Regions from separate parts of the Sus scrofa genome. Here region 2 is linked to region 1. Evidence: chromatin contacts called from public HiChIP or PLAC-seq data. All regions are on one chromosome and are shown on one strand. Each heading gives the region's core, a stretch centred on a gene start, on an enhancer-like site or on the middle of the called end of the contact. The rest is flanking DNA. Distances are from core to core; before and after follow the strand shown. Region 1 holds the start of PGF (placenta growth factor). Region 2 holds the start of EIF2B2 (translation initiation factor eIF-2B subunit beta).

Evidence for each region. HiChIP or PLAC-seq counts read pairs in DNA pulled down with a chosen protein or histone mark.
Region 2: a contact with region 1 is called in an H3K27ac HiChIP or PLAC-seq map of skeletal muscle. The contact joins the promoter of EIF2B2 here to the promoter of PGF in region 1. A contact is called at or near these places in 9 of 47 Hi-C or Micro-C datasets (embryonic fibroblasts, epiblast stem cells, fetal skeletal muscle and 4 more) and 1 of 2 datasets of contacts at active chromatin or transcription factors (skeletal muscle).

Annotation. Positions count from the first base shown.
Region 1 is chr7:98,160,863-98,164,648 of Sscrofa11.1, reverse strand. PGF (placenta growth factor) reads left to right here and starts at 1,865. Exons shown (of 6, transcript XM_003356751.4): 1 at 1,865-2,333; 2 at 3,508-3,550. The coding sequence starts at 2,259.
Region 2 is chr7:98,201,541-98,205,534 of Sscrofa11.1, reverse strand. It overlaps EIF2B2 (translation initiation factor eIF-2B subunit beta), which reads right to left and starts at 1,683. Exons shown (of 8, transcript XM_021099531.1): 1 at 1,453-1,683; 2 at 1,213-1,333; 3 at 907-1,055. The coding sequence starts at 1,615.

The sequences.
Region 1 (3,786 bases), core at 616-3,115:
ATACATGCACAGTTATAGGCAAAGGTGCCCAGCAGAGGTGCTCAAAGCACTGAGTCATAGACAAGCATATGCAATACAGATCCCTAAATACACACACGCATGCACAAAACACACCCATGCCCACATTCACAAATCCAAATCCAAAAGAAAGACACACCAAAACACTTGCATATGTATATGCAGATATTGCGGGCAAGCATCCCTGGTCCAGATATGCACAAACACACACCTACTCACCCCCATACACGTGCACAGTGATGCCCAGATATCCTCCACCAAGACCTTGGGCCCAGGAAGGAATCTGTCTGTTCCCTGAGCCCTAGCATGCTGGAGCTTGTCAGAAAGTTCTTTGTACCCCCACTTAGCTGGCTGGTGACTGGCTCCGGGCTGCTGGACCTCCGGGCTTGGGGCCCGCCAGGCAGGAGGCAGTGCCTCCGGCAGCCCAGCAGCCCCGCGTGGGTGGGCGGGCAGGCAGCAGACTCAGAGGTCACTGGGGTGAGAGCCGGGGCTGCCCTGGCCTCCGTTTTCCTGGCTGGAATGTGAGCTGTAGGGACTGCCTCTCAGGCCTCCCTCCTCTCCCAGAGCCACCCACCAGCCCCAGGCCCAGGCCAACCCATGACCCGGAATCCTGCCAGGTTCTTGTAGCCAGAAAACTGTGGCGAGGGGGTGGTGATGGGGATGAATGACGCTCCAGGATCATGGAAGGCACACACGAATACACGGAGAGATGTGCAGGCACACACAGAAGCCGGCTGAGCTACTCACACACAAAGACACACACAAAGGCACAGGCAGGCATACAAACTCACCGGCCCACCGAAATGCACATTCAGACACACTTCCAAACACAGCAGAAAAAAGCGGACACATACATATGTAATCACACAGGCATACAGAGATACCAAGACCCTCACACAGGCGACATTTGCACACACAGCAGAGGCACACAGACACTCAGACAACACAGAGGCGGACAGCACGCATGGATCGCCACGGCTACACATCAATGCCCTCACACATGCACAGAGACGCGCGTTCGCGCACCCAGACCCCTGTCGGCAGACCCCGCAGCCTTGGAGCACTTCCTCCTCCTCCTGGGACCAGGAGGAAATGCTGCTCTAGGCCACACTCCAACCCACATGTGGCAGGCTTGCAGGCAGGGCCTGGGAAACTGGCTTCCCACAAGAGGAAATGGTGCCGAAGCCTCCGCCAGGTGCCCGCAGCTGGGCTGCGGGCGGTCCAAGTGCACGGCTAGGAGGATGGTGGATGGGCTGAAGAGACAGCCACATGCCTTGGGTTTTGTCTCCATTAGTCACACACACGTGCGCACACACACACACACACTTTTCAAGAGTACACATAAATGTGCACCAGGCAGAGGCCCTCTCAGAACGTCAGTTTCTTCATCTGTAAAATAGGGTTTCTAATTCTTTCGCCCTTGAGGATTATGGGGATGGCATAAGGTGGCACGGGAAGGGCCAGACCAAATCGCTGCTGCCCTGGGGAGGCTGGGTCTGCAGTCTCCGCAGAATCCGCTAACGTCAGGAGCCCTGTTGGCAGGCGTGGGCTCCACACCTGGCTGCCCCCCATGCAAGGTGGCCGGCCTGGAAGCGCGGGAGCGGAGCCGCGGAGCCCTCTCCGCGGCCCGCACTGGGTGCTGCCCGGGTCAGCCGGCGCCCCGGGCAGCAGGCTCCGGCAGCCAGGAGGTCCGCGTCGGGAGCGCCCCTTCCACGCACTGCGGGCCGGCCGCGCTCAGGTTCTCCCCGCCCGGCGGCAGCCCGCAGGCTCCGCTCGGCGCTCCGTTCGGCGGCTCCCAGGGACTTGGGTCTGGGCGGTGGGCGGGGCGGGCCTGCAGCCCCGCCCCATTCGCGGCCCCTGAAACCCAGCCGCCGACAAGCTTCAGTCCCAGAAGGGAGCTGCTGTCTGAGGAGGAAACTGCATCTTCGCGGGCCAGCTACGAGAGGATCTGGGGTCGCGCTGGGCGCCCGACGGACCCTCCCCAGGGACTCGCCTGCCCCACACCGCCCGGCCTTGCCCGGCGCTCCGCGTCAGGTTCCCCAGCCGCAGCCTTACCTACGGGCTCCAGAATCCTCAGGGCTTCCAGAGGATGCTCAGCCCACCGACGGGGACCTCGGGGCAGCAGTGAGGGGGCACCCAGCCCCCCATTCAGCTCCTGTCCTCTTGGGCCGGGGGCCTCCCCGGGGGGAAGAGCATGGTGGTTTTCCCTTGGAGCCCCCTGGCTTGGTACGTCTGAGCAGATGCCTGCCATGAGGCTCTTCACTTGCTTCCTGCAGCTTCTGGCTGGGCTGGCACTGCCGGCTGTGCCCCCCCAGGTAAGACCCCCATCCCCAGCCTGGCTTCCCTGATCTTCCCACTCCCAGTACTGGGAACAGGGGACTCTGAAATCGCAGACCCTCTCCCGGGAGCGGCACCTCCAGGGATGTCCATACCCTTCCTAGGAGCCAGGCTGGACCGTGTCCCCTGGGAAGAGACCTCAGGCTGCGCTGTCTCAGACTCCAGCTTTGGGGTCTGTCTTGGCGGGGGCAGGGAAGCCACAGGGAAGGGAGGGAGGTTTCCTGTCTGGCCCCTGGAGCCCTGGTGGCTTTGCTAAAAGCATCTCTCCACTAATCCCAGGCGGGTCCCTGGCCTTGTGGTCAGGGTCGAGGCCCCATGACCAGGCAGGCGCCCCCAGGACCTCTGACCTGGCCTGATGGAGAGGAAGCTGACTGAAGAGGCCAGTGGTGGGAAAGCTGGGCCCTGCCCCACCAGGGCTCTGGGTTGAGCCCAGGACTCCTGGGTGGGCTGGGGGCGAGACAAGGGTCCCACTGTGCCCTCTTTCCCGGGTGGGCAGCCGGAGGTCCTGAGTGCAGGGCCTGGGGAAGTGAGCAGGGCCCTTTTCCCAGGAGCTGGGTGAGTCTGGCCATGAGCCAGCTTGGGCAGTGAAATCCTGACAAAGCCAATGAGCTCCCTTCCCACTGTGATGTCCTGCTGCCCTGGGAGTCCCCAGCCCCAGCCCAGAAGTGGGTGGGCCGGGCTGTCCCTCGGGGGCGGAAGAGCCCTACCACCGCCTCCCGCCTGCCTGCTGCAGGGCTGGTCAGAGGTGTAACTTTACCGGCACACTGGCTCATGGCGCCACCGGCTCCAGCGCCTCGGCTCCCACCAGCTGATCACCGCCCCCTGGGCTCTGGCACCCAGCCAAGGCAGGCTGCACAGGGCCCAGCAGGGCTGCCTGGGGGCGGGGTAGAAGGGAGACCCCAAAGAATCCCGAGATCTTTGGGACACAGCAGGCAAAGTGTCTCCAAAAGCTTCCGGCCTCCTAGCCTTTGCAGATGAGGAAACTGAGGCCAGAGACAGCGGTAGGACCCACCCGGAGGAGCCAGCTCCGAGATGGGATGGAGAGTGGGGGCAGCGGGTGGGAAGCGGCACAGAGGAGCCTCTATGCTCTTCCACTGGGCCCCAGTGTGCAGCCAAGGTGGTCCCCTCATCTCTGCACCTTTCTGTCCGCAGCAGTGGGCCTTGTCTGCTGGGAACAGCTCATCGGAGGTGGAAGGTAAGCCTGCTGGGGTGGAAGGTGCATGGGGGGGAGTGGTTGGTACACAAGCTCACAGGGCCCTCATCCCCCAGGCCTCTGCAGAGGCTTGGAAAGGATGGCATGAAGGGTGCGTGCAGCCTGATGTCAAGCTGGGGAAAGTCGGCAAGCTGGCTGATGCCCTGGAACTCAGACAAAGCTGGTCCCACATTGAGACCCAGAGGCTTAGAGAGGTATAGTCCTGGGCCAGGGTCACC
Region 2 (3,994 bases), core at 434-2,933, 41 kb before region 1:
CAAGAAGCCAGTTTTGCAAGGAAAATATGAGACTGCCTTGCTACAACATGGACAGACATGACAGAACACAGGGATGTGTGCCCTTCATAGATTTCCCACCGAGCAGACCCTGGGAACACAAGGTCGATGGACTTAATACGAAATGTCACACTTTCTTAAAAGCCCCGATCTTCAGGATCTTCTGCCTCCTAAGGGCTCAGCCTTTTGTCTTGCCGGGCAGTCCTCCTACTCAACCACTTACTCCCCTCACTCCTGCCTCACCCTAACACCAGCCCTTTCTTTGCAACTGACTTTGAAGAGGATGTATTTAGGCAAGAAATGGTCCTAATTGGAAATTCTGAAGTGCTGAGAGTGAATAGAGCTTCCCCCCAAAAGAACTCCTCCTCCAAAAGATGGCCCACCTGAAAGGAAAGCCACAGAAGAAAAACAGGAGAGGAATTTGGAAGCAGCAGCTCAATGCACAAACAGACCCGGCTCGGTCCTCCCCTGGGAACGCTGATTGTAATGAATATCTGCAGTTATCCTGGGTCGCGAAAACAGGGGGATGGAGGTGGCCTGTATGTATGTGTATACGTGTAAAAATTCAAGAGCACGTTTAGTGAAGGAGGGTCTATCAACTGTGGTTTTAGGGGGTTCATTTTCTTTAAAATAAAAATAAAGCTCTTCCCAAATTGAGTCTCTGCTACAGTGGATTTGCAGCCAATAAAGGGTTAGATGGTAAGGAAGTGTATAAAAGGTTATCTCAGTCCTGCCACCAGCTCCAACCCTTCCTAACCAGGATGAGAGCAAACTTCTGAGAATCAGAAGACTGGTTATCTCCCACCTCTGCTGATGAACAGCTTCCGGGGTCTTTTGTTCCCTCATTTGTCTGCAACCTGTCCTGTCCATGTAGGGATCAGGACTCACCCAGTTCCACAAGCAGCTCATTAATTGCCTCAATGATGTTGGACTGGAGTTCAGCATAATGAGAGCGGAAATCCTCGCTCAGGCCCCCGGACGTCAAGAGTTTGTGCAGGGACTCCTGCTGATCTCTTTCGTCGCTGCGTCCATGGAGTCTATGGAGGCAACAAGACCCAAAGAGGAAGGTGGGGAAGAGGTGTGATCGTTTAGGTAACAACAGCTGCTCCGCTCCAACAAAGGCTCCAAGCAAGGAGAGGGGCCCGTGCAAAAAGCGTTACTGGGACCAACCCCAGCCCAGGACGCGGGCCTGACCTGCCATACTCCTCCCGGATGATCCTGAGCACTCTCCGCACCATGTTGCCCACGGTGGTCTCTGAGGGCTGCGCGGCCGTCATCCTCCGGCCTTCTCTGCGGATCAGTTCCATCAGCTCCCCTGCAGTCCAAAGAGAGAGGGTGAACGAGGCAAGCATGTGGTGGGACCAAGGAGACCTTCCGCCGGGGGATCGGGAACAGAAAGGTGCGAGGGAGGCGATGGAGCTAGGTCTGCCTCACCTGCGTTGCTCCAGCGGTAGTCCGTGATGATCCGGCGCAGCAGTCCCAGGGTCTCCCGGGCCATGTCCTCAGAGCTGTGCCGCCCGCTGCCCCGTTTCAGTGCCTCCACGAAACTCTCGATCCTCTCGGACAACTCCGAGCTCTTGGCGGCAGCCCCTGGCATCTCGAAAGCAGCCGCCTTGCCGGCGGAATCCCCACCTGCAAGACCTCCGAACTTGCACTTCCGGGGCAGAAGAGGTCGACTTCCGCTTTGAGGGACTAACTCTGGCGTGGGAGACTGCAGGACCACGCCCCTCGCTGCCACCTCCGCCCACTTCACCTGCCTGAGCCAATCAGAGACTTGGAGCTTGATTTATTCGGTTACAGCCAAGCGTCCGCGCTCTTGGGAGGTTGAAGGAACGGAAGTGGCTTTTCCCGGTTCCTTAGACGCTGAGCAAGGCTGACCCGTGAGGCCTCCCGAGAGGGTAGCTAGTCCCGTTGCTGTGGAAACAGCCAGTCTGTGCGTCCAGCACCACGACCCGAGGCTACTCTGGAAAAGTTGCCGCCCTCTTTTCCGCTCCCTCAGCTCCAGCGACCTCCCAGCCTCCTGACACAGACGCTCAGAGGCGCGTCCAGGGCTCTCTTCCCCTCGGGCAGACGCTCCATTATAATGCTGTTGTATGTATGACATGATACTGGTTCCTTCGCCCCTGTGTCTCTTGAATAGATTCAGCTCCCTGAATCTATTGCCTGTGCATTCCAAACGTCAAGCGCGCCTTATACAAGGCAGTAATTAGGGATGAGGAGATCGAATACCCACCAATAAGAAGATTCAAAGTGGGAGCCAATTTGGGAACAAAAATAATGTCCTTCTGTCTGGACAGACTACAGAGGCTGGAGGGTATAACATAACACCAAGAGCCACTATTTACTAGGTGGCTCTAAAGCTAGTTAGATGTTGGACACTGTGAATTGTCTCATCTAATGCCTCTCTGTGAGGTAGGTCCTCTTATCCTCATTTTACAGGTTAGGAACAGACCCACAGAATTTAAGTGATTAGTAAGAGAATGTGTTCGTATTTAAATCCAGGTGTATCCCAACCTAAAGTCTGTGTATAATGAGAATCGCCAGTTATTTCCTTAAATTCTTAGAAGTAGAATCCTTAGGCACACACATTTCTTTTTTTAATTAATGAATTTTATTACATTTACAGTTGTACAGTGATCATCACAGACACACACATTTCTAAGACGTTTGTTACAGTGACAAATTGCCCTCCCAAAAAATATATCCAGACAAAAATCAGAGAAAGATAGTACAACAAAAGAAAATTACAGACCAATGTCCGTCATGAATGCAGATACAAAGATCTGCAACAAATTATTAGCAAACCAGATCCATCAATACATAAAAGATTGATGTATAATTATCAAGTAGAATTTAAACCTGGAATGCAAAGCTGTTTCAATATTTGAAAATCAATTTGAGAAACTATTAACATTTCTAAAAAGTAAAATCACATGATCATATCAATTGATACAAGAAACATTTGAAAACATTCAACAGAATTTAAAACAAAAACAAACCTCAGAAAACTAGGAATAGAAGGGAAGTTTTTTTAGTATGGTAAGGGCGCCTGTAGAATCCTACTCCTAACATCATACTCTGTGGAGAAAGACTGCTTTCTCTCTCTACGATCAAGGAACAAGGCAAGAATGTTCACTCTCACTGCTCCTATTTAACATTATACTCAAAGTTCTAGCCAGTTCAATGAGGCAAGAAAAAGAAAATTTTAGAACATACAGACTGGAAAGAAAACTGTCCTTATATTCACAGAAAACATCATTGTCTACATTTTAAAAATCCCAAAGATTTGGAGTTCCCGTGGCTCAGTGGAAATGAATCCCACTAGGAACCATGAGGTTTCAGGTTTGACCCCTGGCCTCGATCAGTGGGTTCTGGTTTAAGGATCTGATGTTGCTATGAGCTCTGGTGTAGGTCACAGACGCGGCTCGGATCCTGTGTGGATGTGGCATAGACTGGCAGCTACAGCTCTGATTCAGCCCCTAGCCTGGGAATCTCCAAATGCCGTGGGTTCCGCCCTAATAAGAAAAAAAACAAAACAAAACAAAAAACCAAAGATTCAACAATAGTAACAAACACTAACCTTATTTATAAGTTTATAAGTGAATTTAGCAAGGATACAAAGTCAACACACAAAAATCAATCATATTTCTATATACTATCAGTGAATAATCAGGAACCAAAATTGAAAACACAGTAGCTCCCCAAAGCCATAAAATATTTGTCACTTTTACTGTGTGTTTAAAATATTCTAAAAATTGTATCAATTTACATTCTTGTTAGCATTTGTCATGTTCTGGCCAATTTTTTATATTGTCATTATTTTTCCAGGTGTAAAGCCATTGAAAAATAAGGTACGTACTGTTTTATACATACAAAAGAAAATATATGTGCATCTGTGTATATTATATATATATATATGCAAGTTATGAAGCATGACAACAGAATGAACCCATCTGTCAGCTTTAAAGCAAAAATC